2 separate regions of the Mus musculus genome follow, and region 1 is linked to region 2. Evidence: chromatin contacts called from public promoter capture Hi-C data. All regions are on one chromosome and are shown on one strand. The core of a region is the stretch at or near the end of the contact, and the rest is flanking DNA. Distances in the headings are between cores, read along the strand shown.

Evidence for each region. Promoter capture Hi-C pulls out the DNA fragments that hold promoters and counts their contacts.
Region 1: a contact with region 2 is called in a promoter capture Hi-C map of the HPC-7 cell line. The contact joins the promoter of Gpr55 here to the enhancer-like site in region 2. A contact is called at or near these places in 5 of 39 promoter capture datasets (the C10 cell line, the HPC-7 cell line, cranial neural crest and 2 more), 1 of 115 datasets of contacts at active chromatin or transcription factors (the HPC-7 cell line) and 2 of 9 other capture datasets (adipose tissue and liver).

Annotation. Positions count from the first base shown.
Region 1 is chr1:85,956,612-85,963,366 of GRCm38.p6, reverse strand. Gpr55 (G protein-coupled receptor 55) reads left to right here and starts at 2,312. Exons shown (of 2, transcript NM_001033290.2): 1 at 2,312-2,532. It overlaps Gm41905 (a long non-coding RNA gene), which reads right to left and starts at 6,052. Exons shown (of 3, transcript XR_878331.2): 1 at 5,715-6,052.
Region 2 is chr1:85,836,814-85,843,430 of GRCm38.p6, reverse strand. It overlaps Cab39 (calcium binding protein 39), which reads right to left. Exons shown (of 9, transcript NM_133781.5): 4 at 6,027-6,145; 5 at 1,065-1,233. Among named protein-coding and RNA genes, the nearest start is that of Cab39, 47 kb to the right of the region's middle. Within about 2 kb of position 5,195, at least 174 of the 459 cell types and tissues checked have an H3K27ac peak or open chromatin away from gene starts, as enhancers often do. A contact at or near this core is called in the HPC-7 cell line and adipose tissue, where this site is marked.

The DNA of each region.
Region 1 (6,755 bases), core at 1,063-3,562, 120 kb before region 2:
GGATTCCAGGCTTGTACCACCACACTTGGCAGGATTCTGCCCTTTGTTAAAGGTCAGTAGTTTTCCATTTCCTGTTTGAGCTGTATTTTCTTATCTACTTATCTGTTGATGGACACCTAGGTGGACTCCATGTCTACATTGTGACTAGTGCTGCATTGAACACAGATGCATATAAGCACATACTCTCTCTCTCTCTCTCTCTCTCTCTCTCTCTCTCTCTCTCTCACACACACACACACACACACACACACCTCTTTGTTGCAGTAACTCCATTTCCTTCATCTTACAACCTAGCAGAGTGCTTGGTTTCTTAAGGGGCCATTGTAGGCAACTGAACTTCAGAGTGTGAATTGTGAAACCCACGGGGTTGCTCATCAGCCCTGCCTCCTGGGGCTTGGGAAGGATTCAGTACAGGCTGTTGCTGACAGATACAGATCTGGACTCTCAGGCACCATTACCTGAGATGATCCAAACCCCAGCCCTGCATCTCTTGCATGGATGATGCACATCTAAGGATCTTGTCACCTGAGCTCTCTGCCTCAGGTTCCTTCACTATAAATGAAGCCACTTGTAAGTGTTCCTGTCCTAGATGGTGTGGAGAATTAACTGACTTCCACACCCCCCAAAGTCACAGCCTATTGGCTAATCCCTAGGACATATAAAGTGGTGGGGGAAATGTCACCCTCAATGACATCTCCTTAAGCAGTCAAGGTAACTTAGTAATGCTAAGATTAAAGATGAAGATTAAATAATTAGAGTAGTGTGTGATTGGGAAGATACTTGATGACATCAGAGAGAGCAGAAGTGGGCACATCTGGGATGGGAAGCAAGTACTAGCATACTGAACCCACATTAGAGGCAGAGAACCTTCCCCATAACCCTGGCCGTCCAGTTCTTGGTATTGGAGAAGAATTTCTACTCTCCACCTCAAGATTTAAAAAAGCCAAGATTGTGTTAAAGATAGCCAAGAAGGAAGTGAATAATTGAGTTCCTATATCCTTGGAGGGTTTGCTAGCATTGTGTGGGGGGACACTTGGTCCCCAGATGGTGGCACTATTTTTGGATGTGGAGCTTAGGTAGAGGAAGTGGCGTCCTGTGATGACGTGCCTTTGAAGGTTGTATGGCAGCCTGGGTCACTTCCTCTCTCTGCCTTCTGTCCACGGTGAGGTGAAAAGCTTATGCCAGGCAGTCCCACTGTCATGATATTTATTCTGTCTCATGGTCCAGAAACATAGAGACAAGTGCTTTTGGACTGGGCCATCTGAGGGTGAGCCCAAGTCAATCTTCTTTTCACCAAAGATGCTTCTTGGTATTTGCTTACAGTAAAGCTAACTAAGACTGAAGATATTCTCATTGTTAAAAAGCCCAGGAAATAAAACCTTTGTGAGAGCAAAAATATAAGATATTGTAGCAGAATCAGTGATTACCATGCAACAGAGCCAAGGGAAAAATGTCCATGCATAGAGGAGGGGTAGGAAGGGATGGAGGGAGAAGGCTCACAGTGACCAAAGATAGAAACTTAGCACTGAAGCATGGAGGAGCATGGCTCTGAAGAGCGTGTGGAAAGAGGACAAGGTCTGCTCTAGGCACCAGAAACATAAAGAGAAATCTATCTTTTGAAGGGGCTCACTAGCCTCCCCATCCTCCATGTCCATAAGAAATAAACAAGAATGACTAGGCTAGCTGGGCATGGTGACACATGCCCTTAATCCCAGCCCTTGGGAAGCTGAGACAGATAGATCTCTGTGAGTTCAATGTCAGGCTGGTCTAAAGAGCCAGTTCCAGGTCAGCCAGGGCTATACAGAGACTCTGTATTAAAAATAGATAGATAGATAGATAGATAGATAGATAGATAGATAGATAGATAGATGATAGATAGATAGATAGATAGATAGATAGATAGATAGATAGATAGATGAAAGAAAAACTACAATTAAATTTCCTTTAAAAATGAGTTGGTGGCTGTGTCTTTGGGCAATGTTAAGGGGATCAGGGATGGCATCAGAGATGAGAAAATGTGCTGGATTTAGACAGAGGCGGAGTCACTGGTTCAGTCCAGGATTCTTCTCTTCCACTTCAAGTCAGACCTCCCTCAGCTCCAGTAGAAACCGAAGAAGATGAAGCCAGTGGTGTTAATGCAGGAGCCTGAATGCAGGAGGCCACCACAGTGACACAAGAGCAGGCAGGTCTCACACAGATGTCTAGAACTTCCTCCTTCTTTGAGCTCTCAGTCAACTTTCCAGGAAGGGAGAGGAGAGGCGGGGCATTCTAAGCGGCTGCTGTCCCTGCCTTGACATGAACTATCCAACACTTTGCTCTCTGTAAGCCGCTCATGTGACTGCTCTCAAGGTGGCCAGGCATCTTCAGTCTCCGTTGGTGGAGAATGTGGTCCACCTAGAGGGCAGGAAAGGGGACTTCTCTTGGAGACTTCAAGGCTGGGACTCATTGGTACTCCTAAGCTGTCTGACCACTCATGGGAACCATCTGGGCTTGGGGACAGAAGTGTGACCAAATCTGGGATTTGGAGCAGAGGTGAGACGTGTAGCTACTGTGTGGATGTAAAGGGTCCTTCCCCCACCTTCTCCCCTTGCTTCTCCTTCCCTAGTTTATCCTGCCTTCCCTTTGCTGCTGAGCTCCCTCCTAGGGCAGGTACCCTGCTACTCAGGATGATGCTGTTATCAATCCCAGCCTTTTCCCTCCCTCAGACACAAGCTCTAAAGGAGACAATGGCAGACTGACATATATCCATGGGGAGGAAGAGTCTGAATCTTTAGCTGAGTTGCTGGGTGTTGTTTATCTGTCCTCTCACTCCATCTGGTTTTGAGAAAGTTTCTACTGTCCGTCTTGGACAGACAGTAGACAAGCTGCAGAACAGGGAACCAGCAAGCACTTATTGATCAAATGAACTTCTGACCCCAGGTTATCGATGAGGAAGTTGACTAGGAGGAATTACAGAGACTTGTCAAAGGGGTGGGGCCACTCTCTCTGTTTGCTGGGCTTTCTTAGGAATCAGGGTGCCACTGGTGACCCTATGACTTTCTCTCAGTCACCCCATTCCCACTTCCTGTCCCAATTCCTTCTCAGCATGGCTGTTTCTCTTTCTCCGACCTTCCTTCTGCCCCTGTATCCAGCCCCCACGCTGCCCCATCCACTGAGTTGATCTGGGTTTAGAGATGAGGTAAAGGAACATCCAAGGTTTCCTTTTTATTGGTCAGCTTCCAATATGATGTTCCTGTTCAGTGTGTTTGTTCAAGGTGACCTTTGAGCAGCTCCTACTCCTGGCTGACTGGCTTTGAGCCTCTGCTCTTGTTGCTTGCAATCCTTAGACTTCAGCTACACAGAGGCAACCCACCCCTGTCTTCAGAGACAGTCCCCACTCCTGTCCCCAGAGACACCTCTATGTTTGGTCTTTCTGAATGTCAAGCAACCCTTGTGTGTGAGAAGACCTCTTAAGCTATTCTTTGTACCTCTGGCCTCTCTCTGCTCCCTGCCTCCCTGCCTGGCCCCGCTTAGGGTTAGCCTCTAAGCCTACACCCCTTAGGTTAATCCTTACCCCTTAGGTGAAACCCCTGCTGGGGCAAGTCTATCCCTCTGAATAGGTGCTGGGCCTTGATGGCTGAAGGGGTGAATGGAGTAGTGTCAGGAGAGGATGTGGTAGTGGAGAAACTCTTAGGTAAGCAGTCAGAAGAGCTTGCTTTGCGCCCGAGAAGGAACTGCTTCCTGGAGCTCTCTTGATGCCTGGTGCACTTGATGAAGTTGGAGGTATGTGCTCCAGTATCATCTCTTTAGAACCCCTTTGAAAGGAGGCAGGGAGCCAGCCCAGCTGTCAAAGCTTCTAGCTTGCTCTTAAGGAAGAGAGGGTAGGACGGATCAAGGCAGTGATCCCAGGCTTAGGAAACTCCCAAGAAACTTTTTTATTTATGCTTTTTCTGGTTTCAAAGGGAGCTAGAGAGAGAGGGCTCTGAACCATGGGCAGGTCTTTGCCTGCCTGCTACAGAGATAGATATTCTATCTTTCCAGGTTTTAGAGAGCACTTGGGGGAGGTGGGACAGTGATTGTTTACATAGCTTTACGAAATGTCTTCCTGTGTGTTTTTGACTCATGACCAAGCATTTTAAGCATTTAAAGAGCAAGCAACAGCAAGGCATATTCTTGAGAAACAATATATGAAGGAGGACGGTACACACCCATAATCCCATCTGTATGGTGAACCTGAGAGCAGCCTGGGGTACCTGAGAGCTTGCTCCCCAACCTGTCCCCCGTGCACAAAGAAAAAGAAAGTAGCAAAGACCAAAGGTGTGTGAGCCCCCTTTGAGTAGCAGCAGGACGGTGTAGACCCTTTGCTGGGTTTCCAGCCCCATGCTCTGGGTAACATGGCGGGTATGGGACACCTGTGTGTCTCTTGCCTGTCAAGCTTCCAGCTGCCCTGATCTTATGCCCTGGTCTAGACACTGCTTTGCTGTGTACAGCCAGGCTCTGGCTAGGGTGTGGCTAGGAACATGAAGGTATCTCACTTAAGGAAGTTCTGCTCCAGGACTCGTCTTGGCTCCTAGGACAGCTTAGTCTCTCTGTCCCGGTAAAGAGAATGTACGTAGCGTTACCCATCCCACAGCCTGGGGTTGATCAGAATGAAAGACAGTGGGGGCTTGGAATGGCTGTCACAGATCTGCCATCTGTACATTGAACACTGGGAACTTGAGCTCTGGAGGACCCCTGCTTCACACAGAAGCCGATATGTATTCAGGGAGCACCCGTGTACCAGGATGAATCACTCAGACCCACCTTAGGGAGTTTCTATTCCTGTAGACACATGAAAGTCACAGCATGCATGATCTATAAAAATAGCCTTGCCTTGATTCTCGGAGGGGCCCCCTAGCTCCTCCTGGCTCAAGTGCTGCAGTCAGCCTGGCTTTCCTAATTGCCTGAGCCGTATGAGGGCTCCTTGCTGAGCATCCTGCAGGGGCTGGCTTAGCTTTCCTTTGAAGAAGAGCCCCAGGAAAACATCTGCTCATCATCTTTGCAGACACCTGTGTGGGTCTGACATAAGCCCAGACTGCATCACGAGGACTTGCTCATATTCACGCTTTCAATATGAAAGTTTCCATTAACCACCGTCCTCTCTGGCCAGGGGTTCCCTGTCCTGAACCAAATGTGCTAAATGTCCCTGATGATGCTCCTCTCTGTCCTTGAGTGATGCTCTTGTGAGAGAAGAAGGCTTCTCACACTGGACAGCCTCCCCTCCTCATACTCCATCCTCACATCCATGCCCTGCCCCCATTCTTGACTTATATTTTGGGAGCTGGGTGAGTGTACATCTAAGGGGATGGAAGAGAGTGGACCCCCACTGCGGAAATTCGCTGTCCTTGCCCAACATTTTAGTTCTGCTCAGAGCGGTGTGAACCATGCCAACCCCCTTTTTGGGCCCCTGAGGAAGAGCCCCTAAGACAAGCAGATTAACTTTGGAGCTGTCCGGGAGTCTCAGCCCCACCCCTGCACCCACCCCCAACCCCCAAGGAAGTTCAGGCCCAAAGAGGGGAAGTGGCTCTGCCTAGAGCTTGCAGGTGGCTGAGTCCTGAAGGAGAAATGACACCCCAAAGCTTAATCAGCTGCTCTGGATTACCTGCAGGTAACAGTCTCTCCGCCATTTAGAGAAACGGAGGCCCAGTGCCTCTGACCTGACCTTGCTTTCCTGAAGGCCTGGGCTCTGTCCATACCTGTCCAAAATCAGTGGGCTTCCTCACATAGCAGGCCAGCAATGAGTGCTCTCCGTGACAGCAGCAGCCAGCAGCAGGCAGTTCTGGTTTGTCCCTGATAATGGGTGACATTTTTCTATGAAGCCTCAACTTCCTCCCGATCTGAGTCAAGGTTGTAGGGTGGGGGAAGCTCCCCGTAGGCAGAGAAGGAGCCCTCCCCAGCAATCTTGGCTCGCGTGCCTCCAACCTCCTCTGGCCCACAGTTCACTCCTCTGAAATCTTGCTGGGAAATCACCAAGTACCAGAGACTACATATTCTCAGGAGTCCTACAACAAACCCCCAGGCAAGAGGTTCCTGACAAGTCATGGGTGGGTGGGAGAGCCAAAACCCTGCTGCTTACCAGCCTCATCATTCGCTTGCCTCAGTTTACCTCTCTTAGGGTAGAGTGGTATTAGTCTCTTTACTGGGCTCTGGAGGGCAGTACATGGTGGCACCTGCTTATACCCTGGCAAGCAAGTGGTCAGCTTAGACTGCTATCCTATAAAGTGATTGTTCTTGAAGTCCAGCCAAGCGTCTCCTAGAGAGTCTGGGTGGAAAAACACATCAGCATTTAGAGCCTTGAAAATTCTATATTCTTCCTTGCCTGTAAGGTCAAATCAGAAAATGCCTGCTGGTCTGTCCTGGACTGGGCTTTGTGCTACTAAAGGTGGGGTAGGGTGGGGGCAGCGGTGTGCAGAGTACCACCCAAACCTTGTAGAAGGTTCTTCTCATCTCTAGTTTGCTTCCCTAAGGGGTCACTAGTCACTGCAACAGATCTGCCTGCCTGCCTACCTGGCTGCATGCCTGCCTGCCCTTCATTAGTAAGATCCTCTCAAGGACCAGTTTGTGTGTGGGTTGGTGATATAAAGGCAAAGGAGACAGGGTTCTCTCGTCATGGCCTCGTGACTAGACAGCAGGGACAACTGCCCTGATGCACAGAGATGATTCCTAACAGCCCCACTTGACCTCAGAGGGCAACTCCTGTGGGATACCCAGGAATGTGGCTGCTCAATGTGAGTCCC
Region 2 (6,617 bases), core at 3,946-6,445:
GAATCCCCAGACCCTAGAATAGTGCTTGAAACAAGTCAGGCACTCGGAAACTGGATGGATGGAGACTAGCATGTCAGAATCTGTTCACGGTGATGCCACTTCAATTTTGTGGCTGAATCATACTTGCAGGCAATCTGAGTAAGTGCAGCCAAAGGGCCCTCTTTCACACAAGGCAATACCACACCTCTCTTCATGCTGGGCTGCTGCTCCTGAATGGGGCACTCCCTTCCATCGATGCATCCTAATCGTGAGTCTTACCCCACAAATGCGGTGAGCTTGAGACATCATGGTGACACTTAACTACAGTTTGCTTCCTTCATACATGACATGTACACACATTATCTGAGAAATTACTTAAAGCTTCTGCAGAAGCTGTACTAATTTTGGAAAATAAATCCTTGGTACTATTAATGCCTTAGTCAGGGTGAAACCTTACTGTCAGTCCCCAGGCCTTCCTCCTGTCCTACCGTATTCATTACCCTTACATACGAACTTTACCCAGAGCCACCCTTGTCTCAGGGGCTCTTTATTAAGAAGCTGAGCTCTTACAAGGAAAGTGACAATTCTGTGTTAGTGTTCATGGCTTCTGAGTATGAGTGAGCTACATGTACTAAACAAGAATTCAACAACTTATAGCTGTCCACCCTGAATGTGGTTCTTGTATTTGATAACACATATATTCCAAAATCCATGGCCTCTGAGCAGAGGCCAATTCTATTACCCCATCCAGTGCCAGCCAAAGGAGGCACTACAGAGTGCCTCATCACAAGAGAAAGCCTGCTTGTTGGACAATCTGTATATTATCTATGCCACACTTAGTGAATAATTGAACAGGAAAGTGCAATTTTGACCTTACAGGACTTTTGCTTTTCTGATAAGATTTGAGAATTTAATTTTTTTACATTACAATTTTTTTTGTGGTTTTACTACAAATACCTGAGGCATACAAATGTGTATAAAGCACATCTCTATTTCCACTAGAGGGCAGTGTGAGTAGAGGAGACAAAGATGGGGAAACAATCTGACTTGCAAGTGTGCTTAGAATTTCAGTTTTTAAATGTTACCTTGAATGTAGCAAATGCATCTGAAGCTATGTCAAATGTTGACATTTCAACATATCTGAAGAAGTCATAAAACTGTTCTGACCACAAAATGATTTTTGCAAGTGGTTCATGTCTGATGCATTCTCTTAACATTATCCCACAATTAAGAGCTATTTCTGGAGATTCATACCTGTAAAACAAAACAAAACAAAACAAACAAAAGCCATACATGATTTCTCTTTCAAGACAGCAAAAGTGAACATTTCAAACTTTCTCAATGGAAGTTTCAGATACTCCTAAGTGACTACAGCCACGTTACAGCAGGGTCATTTGATCTGGAGCTTACAGCTGCATGCAGAGGTAGACAGCTGCGTTCAATCAAGAAAATTCTGCTGGGCAGTGGTGGCACACGCCTTTAATCCCAGCACTCAGGAGGCAGAGGCAGGCGGATTTCTGAGTTCGAGGCTAGCCTGGTCTACGAAGTGAGTTCCAGGACAGCCAGGGTTACACAGAGAAACCCTGTCTTGAACTGCCCCCCAATAAAAGAAAAAGAAAACTATGGCAGAGACCATGAGACTAGTTCTGGTGGGAAAAGTCTAGAAAGAAGAGATATGATATCTAGGACCTTAGCTTACCTACCGTGCTCACAACAACCAATAGAACTACAACCTGAAAAGAACAGTAATAGAGTATTTTTCCAAATTCAGAAATTGACAGTATAAACACAACATGTCCATCCATCAAATATACAGCAATTATACATCACTGTTTCGACACTCAAAACAGTACTTCCAGATTCTCAGAGACATGTAAACCTCACACAATTGCAAGCCTCACTCTGAAGGTTTTACAAAGCATCTCTACCATGGAGAACCGGGGGATCCCAAGATCCTGGCACCTCCTCACTAACTCTGCAAATGCTGCCTTTTCCTTTATTCTCAGTTCCTCTCAGCATTTCTTCCTTTGTCATCATGAAGATCTCTCAGCTGGGCAGGCATCTCCCCTTCTCATAGACTTTCCTTTTCATAGACTGCTACCTGCTCAGACAGGCTGCTCTCGTGTTCCAAGATACCAATGTTGGCTCTGCCTCTTTCCCACCGACAAGCTCACATATGTTGTGTTTTTTGGTAGTCAAACATTTCCCAATACTCTAGTGAAATAATTATTTGGCCAGCAGAGACTTCCTCTTGGCTAAAACAGGACTGACCAAGATCTGTCTGTGTAATGTTCTCTGATGGTTCTCTTCTTGTCTATCTATGCCTTTTTGTTTTGGTAGGGTTGATCAAATTCAAGGCATTGTGAATACTTGGCAAGTATTCTATCACTGAGCTACAACCCAGCACTATCCCTCTCTTTAAAAATAGGGAAGAAAAAAGTCCCCCCAGTTCTCCTTTTTATTTCCCCGTGTTCCCCCCCTTCTTTCTGTTGTCTTTACCTGCTAAGGACAGCCCACAATCTCACAACCCCCACTGTGACTGAATTTCCTTTCCCCAGTTCACTCTTTCTGAAATGTGGCTGGGTATTTTCCAAAGTACCTGAAAAACCTCAGGAAAGGTCTATGTAAGTTGAGCATATCTAAGATGAAACCTCAACCCTGCCACTTAAAACCAAGACCTAACTTCCCACCCCCTCGGCTCTACATTTTGGCACCAGTGCTCTGTCTCTGACGCCTATCATCACAGACGTGCCATCATGGGGAAATGTTTTGCATCCATGCTGCCCATTATGGTGGCTACTAAGCCACAGGTGTGGCTATGCAAATGAGGGATGGAACAGCCATGATTTAAAGTTAAATTATTACACATGGTTAGTAGCTACCATACTAGCTTCCCTGCAAATCTTCAGCTTTCAGCACTTCCTACTTTAGAAATCACTGGGCCTTTTACTCTTCAAGTCTCTCTCTCAGCTCTACTTCCTTTCCTCTATCTCCACTGCCGCCTGCACTCACACTGTAAGAACTGCAAATGCATCCTAACCTTAAGCCAACAAAGTTTACCACCAGTGTTTCTAGCTTAGAGTTCAAAACTACTGCCAAACAAACTTCTGGGCACACTGTCCTCCTGGGTTTGCTGCTCTGGTACAAGCCATCACCTAGCCTGTCATAATAGGGTTCAGTTCTGCAGCTTACTGCTGCCTATCTCATGGTAGTCATTTTGGCTCCTGGACCGTTTTCACCAGTGATATCCCATCAGGATGCTTTCTTTTTTCTGTCTATGTAAATTCTAAGCTCTCTGCAAGTCTAACCTTAAAATGCTTCCTTTTTACAAACCCACTTAGCTGCTGAAATCCTGAAGTCTTGATTTTCTGCCTGGCAGCACTACCCCCTGTCCTTTAGTTGTACACGTCTGCCTCAGTTAGGGCACAGTACTCAGCATGTACACTGGCTCTCATGTGATTAAAAGGTCTGTTCACCAGATAGCTGATCATAGCATGAATCTTTGCTTATCTCTTATAAACAGGACACTTGCAAGACAAGGGTAATGAAGTTTAGGTTACAAGTGTGGCAGGTTTTTCAAGCTTGTCTAAATAATTAAACCATAAGCCAGTGAATACAAGGCAAACAGTTATGCTGTTCAACCTGTTAACACTAGACTGGGGATCACATTAGATTTTAAAAAGCTAGTAAAATACTGTTTCTAAATCCAGTCCATGCCAGTACTTCCTGTATACACACTAGAATCAGCAGTACCACCCCTAAAAGCTTCCATCAAAGTACTTAGAGCCTAATAAGTCAACCACATTGAACGTAAGTAATCTAAACTATTTAATCAGCTCAAGTACAGATATCTTAAAAGGTGGCTCACAGTGCTTTTTATAGAGTGCCACCTTCCAGGTCAGGCAGGAATCGTATGAACTGAGTAAGGTGTCAGAAAGCAAAGAAGCCATCACAGACCAATTGGGCTCTGCCAAAAGAACAAAGGAGCACACAATGGCCTGAGGTGGGACAACTTAAATATAGAAAAGTAAAGTTTACAATGGGCTAAACCAGCTTTGTGTTGGTTTATATACTGGCGGTCAACCTGACAGGATGAGGATCATCTAAGAGGCAAGCTCCCCAGCACACCTGTGAGGAACAATCTAGCCTAGGTAGCCTCAGCATGCTCGTTAAGGTGAGAAGGCAAGGTCGCCTCAACAATGATACCATCACCCCACGGGCTACAACTACTGTCATGGACAAAACAGAAAGGAAAAGTGAGCGGAGAACTGACTACCAGCACTCCTGACCAGCCCGTCCACCCTGACCCCCTCACCCACCCTCCAACTGAGTACAAAGTTAACCCTTCCTTCCTTGGACTGCTTTTGTCAGGACTATTGCAGGAAAAGTAACTAATATAACATCCAATATAGATTTTGAGTTAACGATGATGCTCAAACAATATATTCGCTCCTTATTCAAGTTAGTGGGCTAGAACACCAATGCACTAAAGCACGGCGCTGGCTTTCACCAGACTGTAGCTGTGAAAAGCCTGTGCAGTGCATACACGGCAGATGCATGAGGAACACGGGGAGCGCGGGGAGCAGCCTCGCCGAGCTGTGTGCAGGGAGAGAGGAGGAGCCTCAGAAAGCAGGAAAGATGCAAGGCTAATGGCTGAGGTGGGGTTGTGGGTAGGGCAGGCTTGCTGTCTCAGGTCCCAAGCCAAGCTTCATTCTAGGCCTTTCCTTCTTACCTCCTCGGCCAAGGACTCTGCTCACCAGCCCAGAGAGTTTTATGCTTTCTCTCTCAAAAATCTTATTTCAGCTTCCAGTGACAGCACATGCTTTTAATACTTTGTTCAAAAATTAGGGGTAGGTAGATCTTTTAAGTTCAAGACCAGCAGGGGTTACACAATGAGAATACAAAGGTTTTTGTTGTTGTTGTTTTTAATTCTATACATTGTTTAAAAATTATTTACATCAAAGCTACCATGAAGTAATAGGAAGTGTTAACGTTTAGATTTCAATAAACCTTTGGTTTCTATAACAAAGGAAATTCTGGTCAGTATCACACTGTTCTAAGAACAGTCAGATTTCAGACTATTCATATAGCATATTTTCCACAGGGACACTGGACCGATACAACAGTAACGGGTGAAGAAGCAACACAGATGGGTAGGAACAGAGAGGAGGAAGTAGGAGGAGCTGGCATGTGACATGTCACTGACTCATGCTTTGTCTAAACAAGTCTGAACTTGGGGGAAGTGTTAAACCATAGATACAAACCAAGTGAGGTAATGTGTAGGGAGCAAGGTCGTTCACAGCAGCAGTCAGTCACTGCAGTGGGCAAACATGCTTGCCCACTGGTTTAGCAAACACTGCCGATGCTGGAATGAGCTCAAGGGGTACCAGACAATAGTAGTGTGGAATTGACCAACTACCTACCCTGCCAGCCAGGTAGGCTCAGTGCTCAGAACGAAGAGGGTCTTTTCACTTTTGTTAGTTTAGATCTAAGTTTTGATTTTGTTTCTGAAATGGACAACTACCCAAATCAAATGCCTACTTAGCCTAGGAATAACTCCAGAAAGATGTGTAGTGACCTAGCAGCACATGTGCTCCTGAGTGAGGGTGAGCAGCATGCATGCCCCCACCCCCCAGCACCCCAAGAAGGCTTTCACTGCTGTGTGAGGTGTGAGGTGAGCTGAGGTGCAGAGGAGGCATCTCTGGACTCAACTTGGCTGGGATTTCAATGGACTTCAATGGTTTCTATCTCACAGAATACAAGTATGGCCACACTGGCTCTATTTCTTTCCTTCAGTTGTATTTGATTTGTGAACTTAAGGGCTCATAACTCACCCAATTTTAAGCTTGCATTCACAGGGTATTTTTGTGTTAGTCTAGCTTACAGGCCAAGACTTTAATGGGCAGTATATTCAAGATCTACGTAAAAGTGAGCTAAAACTACAGAGAATATCTTCCCATTTACCGACCTGGTTATCTTGTCCCACCCAAACAAACTTTTCTTTTTCTTTTCAGCTAAGAATATAAACTTTATCACATTGTACATACCCTTTCAATAACATGAACAAAATATTCTGTTGGGTGCAGATGTATTCAACAGTAGGAGTTCTTGTACCAATTTGTCTTCTGAGAATATTGTTGAAAATTTGAGCCACGTCTTTTTTGCCCTATTAGGAATACAATCATTAAAATATTTACCTGTCTAAGTATGAAAATGTCCATCCACCCTCAATATAAAGTCAAAGAGCCACTGTGTATTAGTTATGACTGGATATCTGACTTTACAACATTTGTAGACATTAAATTTCTAATTTTATCTATTTGTAATGACAAATTCTTAAATTTAACAGTGTGCAATTTTAATACAATTTTATCAACAAAGTGAAATCTCATTATAATCCACAAGTAATTTCAACCATCTCTAACTCTCAGAAGCATGCTGATTTGATTATGGGAAGCAGATGTTGGTAGCACACTTCCAATCTATAGGGATTTGAACCTTACAGAAGCGGATACTTCTGTTGTGAACAGTACAGTGTACACTTTTACAGAAACAGAAAGGAAGGAGATTATACTCTCAGTGTGATGACATTAGAGAATTTTTGGCAAGTACATAAACTCCTCTATTAAATTCACTCA